4 separate regions of the Mus musculus genome follow, and regions 1, 3 and 4 are each linked to region 2. A link is a contact called in public HiChIP or PLAC-seq data. All regions are on one chromosome and are shown on one strand. The core of a region is the stretch at or near the end of the contact, and the rest is flanking DNA. Distances in the headings are between cores, read along the strand shown. Region 1 has its middle 110 kb from the start of 1700044C05Rik. Region 2 holds the start of Gpr180 (G protein-coupled receptor 180). Region 3 overlaps Abcc4 (ATP-binding cassette, sub-family C (CFTR/MRP), member 4). Region 4 overlaps Abcc4 (ATP-binding cassette, sub-family C (CFTR/MRP), member 4).

Region 1 (2,797 bases), core at 81-2,580, 340 kb before region 2:
TCCTTAATATCTGGAAGTCCTGATTCCATTTTTCAATTCCTTTTTAAGATTTTTAGATTCCAGAACTTGCCTTTTCGTCCTGAATCAGGGCAGCACCGTGAGAGCCCCACAGCCTTGCAAAGGAGGGCTTTGTGTTCACAAGAACACTCTAAAGGACAAAGATTGACCACTCCTTCTAGCCTCACAAATGGCTCAGACCCTGGGTTACTCGTGCTAGTAGTACTGCTTTACAGTGTACCCTTGCAAGGATGGAATCAAGCAAGAGGCCCATGTAGGTGTTTGAAGGGGGCTGGCACCATTTGGGCGGGCTCTTCTGGGTTCTTGAACCTTGAATGTGCCTCTTTCTACCTGATAGGTGTTAAAATGGTGAAGATGTGGAGCAGGGCTTGAGAGCTTGTGTTTCCAAACTGCCAAGCAAGGCTGCTGCTCAAGGTTTGTGCGTCACACTCGGACAGCCAGTGTCTGAGGACTAAGGCCTAGATGGGTGTGTTCTTCGGGCTCTCGGAAATTTCTCACCAGAGTAACCAGCCAGCACCTAGGAGAGCTGGTGGGGGTCCTCTAAACAGCAGGACCCAGAGTGGAGGCTTCTTGTTAGGACCACAGACTGGTCCTAGCCCCTTCTTTGCTAGAATCACCCTTCTTACCCAGGCCCGCCCTCCTCCTTCTTCGTCCCCCCTCCCCCTCGTGCCAATGTGCTGTTCCCATAATGCTGGGCTCCGATTCTCCTCCACCCGCTCTGCCACCATTTCATCCTTTGATCTCCCACCCACTCGCCCCAAAGTCAAGTTTCTCTTGGCTCCTTTCTCGGCTGCTCTCCCACTCCTTCCCACGCTTCTCTCTTGCGACACAAAACAAATGTAAAATAACATTTCAAAAATATTAAAAATCGATGCTGATGAAATCGCGGTTTTGTTTTCTTGGAATGGGAGGCAACAGGTCCAACAATCGCAGACACAGATTGGCCTGCGCTGTACCATTGTTTCTGGGCAGAACCCTATCTGTTCACCCATGACCTGAAATCAGAATTTCCAAACAGAAACGTTTGCCGGATTAGTTAGGGCAGACTAAGTTTTTCTCCCATAATTTTATTTTGACAAGACCATGAAAGCTGCTATCGCCTCATCTAATGGAATCAAACAGGCTGCTAAAAATAACCCTTGCAAGCTTTTATTACGAACGGGAAACACCTCCTCCTCCCAGCTTGCGACTGTGATCAGCTTAATCCTTCAACTTTGCTGCGAATATTTGCACTGCTCTGGGGTTCTTTTCTTTCCAAGGCTGGTTTGCTCTGTTTGGCAGAGTTATTTGAACAGGTGGCTTTGCACACCCTATGCTAATGGAGGCTTTTGTCTTCCTTCAATCAGCAGAGGGAGCCGTTCTAGAAAGAAACGGTTCTTTGATGCTAAACTATTCACACCTGTTTGATTATCACCTCGCGAATCACAATACCAAGCCAGGCAGAACTTTCTCTAACTGGACACCAGAAGAGATGCGATCTCCTTTGCATCTCCAAGAGCATCTTTTCGAGACAAGCATCTCCAAGAGCATTTTTCGTTGCTTAGGGCAAGCGTCTCCTGTTTCCATCAGGCAACGGAAAGGGCATTAAGGAAGGTTTGGGGGTGCCTCGTTTGTAAAGAGCAGGATGCTAGGCTTCAGAGGACTCACCAGACCTAGTTCTCCGGCTTGAGCCCGCTTCCCCTTCCCTTTCATCCGGGGACACTTTCAGCGGGAGCTCCGGGCAGACAGTGCGCGCGCGCGCGCGCGCTAGGTCGGGGATGCGCTTGGCGCGCGATCACAGGGTCTCCGGGGACGCCCCGCGCGCTCCCTGGCTGCAGATCACAGGCGCCGCCCTCGGCCGGCCAGCACGGGAACCCGCCTGCTCCCTGGCGCGCGATCACAGGCACCGGGCTCCGCACCCTGAGGGCCGGGAGGTGGCACGGCCCCAGCCCTTGAGGAGAGCAATGGCTGGCGCGTTCCCACGGGAGGCCCAGGACCAAGCAGGGACTTCTACCTTCTCTAAAAAGTGTCTTCCACAAGTGACAAGGTGGCACCAGCAAGGGCGGTGGGCGTTCTGCCTCTAAAGCAGCTTTGTAGACACACCTGATTCTGGCTACGTTGGTGCTGCTTGAGTATGAACTTTTGGTCTGGTCTGAACGTAGCCTTTTCTAGAACTATGTTTTTGCATCTCATGAAAAGAATGAATGAAATAAGTGCCTTGCAGTGGGCAGAGACTAGCTTGGACACAGTTTAAGGAGATCAGACTTGTAGGTGTGCTCATGATGATAGTCAGCCCCACTTCCTACAGGCCTGCAAAGGTGCCTTGTGTACGTGCATGCGCATGTGTGTGTGTGCGCGCGCGCGCACGCACGCACACGCTTATACACTTGAGTTTTGTGCAGATGAAGCCCAAAAGCTGACATATACTGTTATCTATTATTACTCTCCGTCTTTTTCAGTGAGGTAGGGGGTCTCTCAATTAAACCCAGAATTTCCCCAGTCTGGCTAGTCTGTGCAGTCAGTTTGCTCTGGGGATTCTTGTCCACTCCTGCTGCGCTGGAATTGCAGGGAGGTTGCCGTGCCAACTAAGCATGTCTGTGGATTCTAGAGACCCAGAGTTCAATTCTTATGTTTGCTGACAAGTGCTTCAACTATTAGCATCTTCTGCAGCCCGGATTCGATTTCTTCTTTTTTCTTTCTGTTGTGCTTGTTTGCTTTGTTTTGTCTTTGGGACACAATTTTAGTGTGCCACTATGAAGAATGGATCCAAGGAGGACAAACAAGAATCCGAAACTGGGGG
Region 2 (2,792 bases), core at 199-2,698:
CATGAGACGCAGGCAACTTAACATGAACCATCTTTATAATTCAGCTGATACTTGAAAACATTTCCTGAACAGCATCCAGCGTGTCTGTTTGATAACCTAGATTTACCCCATTTCCCCTCCACAAGGTAATTACAATCAGAGTTATCGGTGGGGCACGGACAGTACAAATCACAGCTCCCACAGATCCTTGACTTACCAGCACTAACCAGATCACAGTGATTGTGCTGTCAGGTCTCAAAGGACCTGCTACAACGAGGTGGTGAAGAGACCAAAAATAGGACAAAAAAATACAACAAAGCTGTTTGCTTGAGGGGGGGGGGATCTCTTCTTCATTCGCCCGGGTTTATTCACATTTTAAAAAGCTGACATGTTTTTCTCAGAATTGTAAAACCTTCAATGTTTGTGTTTTTAAAGCCTCCTTTTACAGCACCAATTCTACAAGTTCCCAGGACTTGGCTTTCCTTCCCATGCCAAGCAGCTTCTGATTTCTATGTTCTTCTCCTAAGACCCTCTCTTCAGTAGATACAGCTGCATCTCTAAAGCAACTCCGTCATAGAAGCTGAAGATCTCAGCTTCAGTAAGCAAACGACTCCCTTGAAATGCAGTAATGTTCAAAGGACCAAGAAAACACTCTAAGGGAACAAATAAACGGGGCAAAATTAGTAGAACGAATTGCAATTTCATCAACTGAAGACCACTGATTTTCCTGGAGGATACCAGGAAGTACTTATGAAATGCAGCTCTTACACACATGCCAGAGTGTGCCAATCACGAAACTTTCTAAACACGTAGACACCGTCTTCACCAAATGAACTCTAGGCACACGGTAATAACTAAACTGTTGAGGCAATGACAGATTCCAAATCCGCTCCAAGCAGGTTTCATGCAACCGGTCTTACAAACAACAGGGAAGCTAACTTCCTGGGCTGACATCCACTCATAACCACAGGGCTCGAATGCATACAATCAGGCCAAGTGCGGAGTTGGGGGACAGCCCTGGGGAGATGCAGTGGAGCGGTCCGGTTTGCACCGGGAGTGTCGGGGAAATGGAAATGGCTTTCAGGTGCAATTAGGCTGCAGCCCGGTGGTGAAGGTTCAGGGTCGCGGCGCTGCGGGGATCCAGGTGAGGCCCGGACGACGTGGCGGGAGGGAGGCGCCGCGGCCGCCGCCTACCGACCCCGGGCTCGAGGGAGGCCGCGAGCCTCCACCCCTCGCTCGACCTGCCCGGACCTACCGTGGAACTCGAAATGGCCGATGCTCTGGCCCTGGGCGTCGCGGGCCGCGGCGCTGCTGAAGCTGCCACGCAGGGTCTTGCCCTGGCCGCCCTGCGGCCACCAGCAGCTGCACGTGAGGGCTACCGCCAGCAGCCGCAGGCCGCCCATGCCCGCCGCCCGCTCCGTTTGCTCGCCCGGCAACCGCCTGCGGCCTGCAGCCCACGTCGGCAGCAGAGGGCGGGGCGGGACTTAGGGGGCGGGGCCGGAGACTGACGGCCAATAAGGCGCGGGATCGCCTTCCATGAGCCGGGGACAGTAACCAATCATCGGCCGTGGTGGGCGGGACGTGCAGCAGTGCGGGTCCCGGCGCTCCCCAGCCATGCTGCTAATTCCCGCCTGTTTTAAATGGAGCCCTCCAGGGATGCTGTTTACGGATACTGGAAACAATCACCGTGGTAGCCTTTGCGCGTTACGCCACTGCGCACGCGCTCGTGCGCGCGCCTGTCATTGACGTCCGAGGCTTTCCTGGAAAGAACTGAGAAATACGTGGCCGAAATGTATAGCTGGCAGGAAAACGGCCTCAAAGTTGGGACACATGTTCTTTGCTTTTTCTCTCTCGCGCTTGCTTATTCGCGCGTTAATGTTGCGAGGATACATCACACGTCTAAACTGAAAAGCCTGGCTTCTCTTGGCACCAAACCGATTGTTCCTTCCTTGAATAGGGTTCCTGGACTGGTTGAATTAACTGATTATCCAGTTGGCTAGACAGCTGAGAATGACAGTGACCACCTTCATTCACGGGTAGTCCAAGATCTATTGGCCTTTCTGCTGGTGTGAAGCGGCAGCCAGGACACTATCTGCCATCACTTTGACCTATGGCAACCGGACTCCCTCCAGTGTTGATTCTACCTAGCTACAGTCTACCTCTGACTTCTGAGTTACAGAATACTATAGAAAACATCATTTCCCAGCGCCACATTCCTTTATCCCTTTTGTACACAACCTACGCTTTTTGGAATATGGGTTCAAATATTTCAAATGATCGTCTCCCAACTAATGCCCATTGTTGGTATTCTGTCTAAACTCCATCCCCACAGTTCCTGGCAGCAGCCAGGTAGGCTTGACCCAGTATAAAAGGGGCTGCTTGGCCCTTACACGTACACTCTTGCCTTTCTCTTGCCTCCTGTCCCTTGTGCCCCCCTCTCCCCATCCCCATCCCTCTTCTTTCCATGGCCCGCCTCCACTTATCTACTCTCTCCTTCTCTCTGCCTCTACTACTCTCTTAACTCCCCTCACCACGCCCTAAATAAACTCTATTTTATACTTTACCAGTGTGTGTCTGGTCCCTCCAGGGAAGGGGATGCCCGCTGAGGCTTCCCCCTTCCCCCGCACTCCACCAGAACATATAGTTAGAGCTCTTTCTCTTTTTATGATCACAACACCCATCCTTAACCCTATCAATTCCATACCCACCCTAAACCCCTGTGTCGATGACATTTGCAAATCCTTCGCTGGAGTATTTTCTACGGTTCCTCTCCTTTGCTTCACTTTGCTCTTTTTTTTTTTTTTTTTTTTTTT
Region 3 (2,792 bases), core at 119-2,618, 430 kb before region 2:
ATATATATATGTGTGTGTATATACTTTATATATTTACTTTTTAATATTTATATTATATATTATTTTATATTATATTATATTATATTATATTATATATTTACCTTATCATATATATGTGTGTGTGTATACATATGATAAAGTAAATACCTAGTAAGTATATCCTATGTTTACTGTTATAATAATCTGTATATAATTTCAGTATTTTGCACACAAGAGCCAGTGAAAGGGGGACTGTATTTCCCATTATTCAGTATAAGTGGAGTTAAAATAAATTTTCTATGAGACTTCCTAACTTTTTCATTTAAATAATGTTATATCTAATTAGCTTTGATGTGTTTTAATGAATGCAATTTTGAGGTATGAACTCACTCACACACACACACACACACACACACACACACACACACACACACACATATATTATATGCCTTTTCCACTAAATTTCTTAGTACATATTCTCTTCTTCAGTGAACAGAACTATAATTTTTATTTAGTTAGTTTTTGAAATTTTAATTTAATTAACGTATTTATTTCCACGTTTTTACCAGTGGGACCCAGGACCTCCTCCATGTCCAAACACACTACCACTGAATTTTATTTTTACCTTCACGATAAAACCAGTGATAACCTAGTGATTGATTATGCTTGGGTTAGACTAAGGCAAATAGATGTGATGTGTTGATAAATCCCCCACCAAGTGGATCCCTATGCGGTATTACAGCCTGGAACCCACTGGAATCCTTGTCTACCTCTGAGATCGCTAACTCAGATCCAAATATACGATGATGTGCAAAGGTTCTGCTTTAAATAGGCAGCAGCATTTGTGGCCCCGAGTATAGGTGAGCATGCTTCCAGTCCTGGGGCTTCCCTCCACAGCAGATGCCCAGCAGTGGCTCTCTCTCTGCCTGAGGCTCTCTCCACAGGAAGAAATGAACTTGCAGAGCAGTTTAAGAGTCCTGAGCTGTGCTCAGCAGCCTTTGGCAATTATCAGCCAAACTGGAAGTGGGTCGGTGGGTTTTCAGTGGAAACTGTGTTATAATGGGACATTTAATTTCAAAGAGCCTTGTTGATAAGGGAGGCACAGGGAACCAAAATTGTCCTATGGGTTTTTGCTGGGCTGGCAAGTTGTGTGGGTTTGTATAGCGGGAAATCACTTCCTTCTGTGGAGATGGTCCCAGCTTCTTTGTGTGTGTGTGTTGAGGAGAGGGGGCACGGTGGACGGTGGTTCTGAGTCTGGGCTTTGCGAGCACAGCATCCAGGTAGGTGGAGTCTGCTGTCCAGCTCTGCATGCATCCAGATGGGAAGAGAAACGTTGCCGGCTGTCGTGTTCTGGGCGGACTTGCAGACGCCTCTGGGCATAGGAGCAGCTGAATACATGGTGAATCATGCAGTCGAACAGCCTGCTAAGTGAGGGAGAAAAGAATATCACGCACAGAGGTTTGATGTCTTTTTATGGGAGAACAAAGGAGTTTCGATTCTTTCACGTTGAGTTTAGCTTAGCCATTGTGTGGCAAAGGAGGTTTAATGACTCATTGTTTAACTAAGGGCTTGCCAAGTATTTGACCATTAAATAGTCTCCAGTGTGTAGAGAGTTCTCCTCTCACAGACTTCTTACTTGACTGTGATTAATTGGCATCGAATTGTTATTTAATTACCTCTGCAGAAATCTAAGAACAGTTTGTGTTCTGATTAAGTTATTTGATGTAATAACAGCTCCTCAGAGCTGGGAAGGTCAGCACAGCCTTTGGGACAACTCGCCACCAAGATGGCCCAACTTCTGTTGCCTGGAACTCAACAGAGGATCTCCAAAGTATTAAAAACTGAGAGTCGCAAAAGTAGCTTTTACTTAAAATATATGCATGTTTGACAGTTGTGAACTTACATTGTAAGTCTGCAAAGCTTACACTGGAATTTGTGAGAAGCTATTAATTGGCTCATGTTAAACCCTTGAAGCAAGAAGGCATGGAGCCTGTCCCCTCCTACAGCCCAAACACTTCACAGTGATGCCCATTGGCAACATTGAGCTGGAGAAGGCCGCCAGCTGGATGCATTGAGGGGGAGAAACATCGGGGCTTAGGTGTGGTTTTGGCTTAGGAATGGCTGACCTAGTGATGGGGGATGAAGGCCGTCCTTATGAGGGTAGAGTTTGGAGTGGCGAGGCCCACACCATAGAAGGGAGACACTTGAACCTGGAGACCAGGCAAGGTGGAGGAATGGAAAGAGGCAGATATTGAAAGAAGAAATAATGACATCCTGAAGCATGCGTGGCGTTTCAGAGGAGAGTACGATGCTGTTGACGAAGTCAAGAAGCCTGAGAGTTGAGCAACAGTAGCTACCTGCTTTAGAAATCCTTGAAGTCTTAGACTCAGCTAGGGATACTGAGGTGGGGAGAAGTTTAATGCTGGGACTGGGAGAGACCTGGGGGCTGGGGAGGGTGGTGGTATTTTAATAGTTCAGAATTCTCTGTGAGGACAGGGTGATGGTTTAACTAACACATGTCCAGAGCTTTCCCTGACAAGATAAGTAAGTTAAAGCCATTACAGTACTGTGTCCTATTGTTGCTGCAAAGCTTATCTGGACTTAGAAGTAACACAGTAGTCCAAGAGGCTGTTCTTTGTAAACACTTTCTTTAAATCCTAACAAAGGTGTATATATTTACGGTTAACAGCCAAGCCAGCTTGGCGTGACATCTGTTGGCAATTCCCTGGTATTAAAATGATGCGCTGAAGATAGAAGTGAAGAGCAGATTTGGGTGTTGGTTGATGAATTTCCAGCACACCTTCAGTTGTTTT
Region 4 (2,871 bases), core at 233-2,732, 470 kb before region 2:
AACTTGGCATGTGAAGATGGGTTTCGGTGGCAGTTAGCATAGGACCTCCACGGACAGGGCCTTAGTAGTTTACGGTCATCGGTTGGCTGGGCCATGTGGGGACAGGGACCAGGGGATTTCACTCCTTCTGGTAGAAGGAGCAGCAGACACAGAATTATAAAGGCACGGACAAGCAAGGCACTAGAAATCAGCCACCAAACCCAGACACTATTGCGTATGCCAGCAAGATTTTGCTGAAAGGACCCTGATGTAGCTGTCTCGTGTGAGGCTATGCCAGTGCCTGGCAAATATAGAAGTATAAAATGGAACACAGGGCCCCCAATGGAAAAGCTAGAGAAAGCACCAAAGGAGCTGAAGGGGTCTGCAACCCTATAGGTGGAACAACAATATGAACTAACCAGTACCTCCCGGAGCTCGTGTCTCTAGCTGCATATGTAGCAGAAGATGGTCTAGTCGGCCATCAGTGGAAAGAGAGGCCCCTTGGTCCTGCAAACTTTATATGACTCAGTACAGGGGAACGCCAGGGCCAAGAAGTGGGAGTGGGTGGGTAGGGGAGCAGGGCGGGGGAGGGTATGGGGGACTTTCGGGATATCATTTGAAATGTAAATAAAGAAAATATCTAATTAAAAAAAAAAGGCAAAAAAGAAAAGAGCAGCAAGCACAGCGTTCCCCTGTGAGGAGATGCACATCACACGTGATTAAGAGCCCCAGTGCCAACCTGCAGGTCCTGGGGTCTTTAGCTCCATGTGACAAAATAAAAGGCAACAGCCGGTGTGGCTCACACCGCAGAGCTTCCATCCCTAAGAGCCAGGGAGGGTGGAAGTCTGAGGTGAGAGGACACTGCTGGCCCAGCACATCTGTACATTTTCCTTCTTGGGCATCTTTCCTCAGATCTCCTCTTCACAGGCCACCAGTCAGGTCGATTGAGAAGGCACCCCAGAGCCTCCCTTACCATTCTCTCTAAAGGCTCTGTCTGTCCGTCATTAGGTGTTGCACTTTAGTACATGGATTTGAGGGATGGCGTTCAGTTCAGAACAGATTTCAGGCAGAGTCAAGATAACAGGTGCCCAGGCTCTGGACTCGAGGACTGGCACCCAAGGTCATCCACTGAGCGGGGCCTTCTGAGGCTTGGTGTTCAGAGGAGAGCGACTGCTTCCGTACCAACACGGGATCCACGCATGCCGCCTGATGTTGTGGTGATGAAAATATCCTGGAAGTGGTGATCGTGGTGGCTGGACCGCAGTGTGACTACACTTCACGCTGTCGTGAGACACCTAAAATGTTTAAAGTAGCGACTTTTATGGCGTGTATATTTCACCACAGTAAAAATAAAAATGAATGCCCGGTAGTGTTGAGTCTTTCAGAATGCAGCAAGTGAGAGCAGCTGGTGGTTGGCTTTAATGAAGCTCTCTCATCCGACCCTCTTTTTCTGACTTGATGGATTCTGGGCAGAATCAGCCCTTTGTCCCTTGGGTGAGCCTTGAGTGGATCCATTCAAGTTCCCCATCACTTGGAGACTAATTCTCGCTGGGATGCTGTACCAGAGTCTCTAGGGAGGAGAGAGGAACGCATTTTAATTGCTGTGTATCAGTATGCAGATCACAAGGGTGCTCCCAAGTTCCCTTTTGAACAGTGTTCATAAGGTCTCCTAAAACCTTTAATGTTTTAATGGCTTTGGATAGACACTTGGTAGAAGCAAGCTTGTTAAAATTGGTGCTTGCTAATCAGAACCACGTTCTTTGGGGGGAAACTTGGAGCGGGGAGCACAGATGCAATTTAGGAAATCACTCAGCGGCAGCTGGAGAATGTTCTCAACGAGTTAGAAAATTGGATCGAACAATATGCTATGAAAGATGGCGGCCGTGTCGAGGCTTAGAAATGTGAAGTGTGTTTGTGTTAAACGCGAATGAGTCACTCTTCTGTTTGCCATTAACATTTTACTCCAATCACGAATATACGTCCAAGGTTATTACGGTTTTCAAGTTTTACAACTATATGTTGCAAACAGAGGAAGCGGGAGGCTGGGGACTCTCGACTGATGCCAGTCTGATGTAGCTGTGGATCCTGCATTGGGGAAAGTCTCAGAATTACAGATGGCTGCCTCTTCCATGATCTTCTCAGGGTTTTCGCAGTTAGATCTCCCACACTACCAATCCCTCCTTCATCCTTGTAGTTTATAGGAGCTACTATGACAAAACGCCGCAACTGGGTGCTTATAAACAACATGTATTTCTCACGGCCTGAGATGAAGTGCTAGCAGATTTGATGTTCATAGCTGGATGTCTTCTTGTTTTGCCCTAACGACAGCTGTGGTCCACGCTTTGGTTTAGGAACAGCACTGACCCTGTCCATGGTGGCAGATTCCCATGAAGGCCCCAGGGCCTCACACCATCACACTGGTGATTAGCCTTCAGTGTATGAACACATACATGGACAAGGGCTTCAGCATCCAGCAGTGGCTTACCTTCCCTGCTTCAGTCTTTCGTACACTCTCACCATCAGGATGTGGTTGCTCGTCGTACCAGAATGGGGGACATTGTTCTTTGCAGTCTGCCCCACTGCTGGTGCCTCTGTAACCCAGCACTCCAGCGTTCCACATATGATGGCATTTTGAATGAGGTCGCTCCTTCTCAGCCTGATGACTGTGCCTCGGGAGGAAGGCGAGTGGCCTGCGTGCCTGACTTTCTCTCCTGCACCTCCAAGAAGCGTTATGGCTTTCTAGGATTGTGTCTGGCAGATGCTCATAGCCCATTAACCATAGCACTCAGTGTGGGTTTCTGCACTGCCTTGGCCTTCCTGCCCACACAGGACTGAGTACATGAGAGCATTCCAGAGCCACAACACCCGCCAGGGCCATAGCACCTGCCAGGG

What was found. HiChIP or PLAC-seq counts read pairs in DNA pulled down with a chosen protein or histone mark.
Region 1: an H3K27ac HiChIP or PLAC-seq map of extraembryonic endoderm stem cells shows a contact between it and region 2, with 5 times the contacts expected there. The contact joins the enhancer-like site here to the promoter of Gpr180 in region 2. A contact is called at or near these places in 1 of 484 Hi-C or Micro-C datasets (olfactory sensory neurons), 5 of 115 datasets of contacts at active chromatin or transcription factors (acute myeloid leukemia, bone marrow-derived macrophages, embryonic stem cells and 2 more) and 1 of 9 other capture datasets (embryonic stem cells).
Region 3: a FOXA1 HiChIP or PLAC-seq map of pancreatic cancer cells shows a contact between it and region 2. The contact joins the enhancer-like site here to the promoter of Gpr180 in region 2. A contact is called at or near these places in 3 of 39 promoter capture datasets (3T3-L1-derived adipocytes, the HPC-7 cell line and neural stem cells), 8 of 115 datasets of contacts at active chromatin or transcription factors (the 230-238 cell line, embryonic basal ganglia, embryonic hindbrain and 5 more) and 1 of 9 other capture datasets (adipose tissue).
Region 4: an H3K4me3 HiChIP or PLAC-seq map of embryonic basal ganglia shows a contact between it and region 2, with 3 times the contacts expected there. The contact joins the enhancer-like site here to the promoter of Gpr180 in region 2. A contact is called at or near these places in 7 of 39 promoter capture datasets (the 3T3-L1 cell line, 3T3-L1-derived adipocytes, the HPC-7 cell line and 3 more), 5 of 115 datasets of contacts at active chromatin or transcription factors (acute myeloid leukemia, embryonic basal ganglia, embryonic forebrain and 2 more) and 2 of 9 other capture datasets (adipose tissue and liver).

The regions. Positions count from the first base shown.
Region 1 is chr14:118,472,999-118,475,795 of GRCm38.p6, reverse strand. No RefSeq gene overlaps it. Among named protein-coding and RNA genes, the nearest start is that of 1700044C05Rik, 110 kb to the right of the region's middle. Within about 2 kb of position 1,330, at least 50 of the 459 cell types and tissues checked have an H3K27ac peak or open chromatin away from gene starts, as enhancers often do. A contact at or near this core is called in extraembryonic endoderm stem cells and stem cell-derived neural progenitor cells, where this site is marked.
Region 2 is chr14:118,135,783-118,138,574 of GRCm38.p6, reverse strand. It overlaps Gpr180 (G protein-coupled receptor 180), which reads right to left and starts at 1,448. Exons shown (of 9, transcript NM_021434.5): 1 at 1,235-1,448. The coding sequence starts at 1,382.
Region 3 is chr14:118,565,112-118,567,903 of GRCm38.p6, reverse strand. The region is part of intron 19 of Abcc4 (ATP-binding cassette, sub-family C (CFTR/MRP), member 4); the gene reads left to right. Among named protein-coding and RNA genes, the nearest start is that of Mir6391, 26 kb to the left of the region's middle. Within about 2 kb of position 1,368, at least 96 of the 459 cell types and tissues checked have an H3K27ac peak or open chromatin away from gene starts, as enhancers often do. A contact at or near this core is called in extraembryonic endoderm stem cells, neural stem cells and pancreatic cancer cells, where this site is marked.
Region 4 is chr14:118,607,947-118,610,817 of GRCm38.p6, reverse strand. All of the region lies in intron 13 of Abcc4 (ATP-binding cassette, sub-family C (CFTR/MRP), member 4), which reads left to right. Among named protein-coding and RNA genes, the nearest start is that of Mir6391, 17 kb to the right of the region's middle. Within about 2 kb of position 1,482, at least 17 of the 459 cell types and tissues checked have an H3K27ac peak or open chromatin away from gene starts, as enhancers often do. A contact at or near this core is called in embryonic basal ganglia, where this site is marked.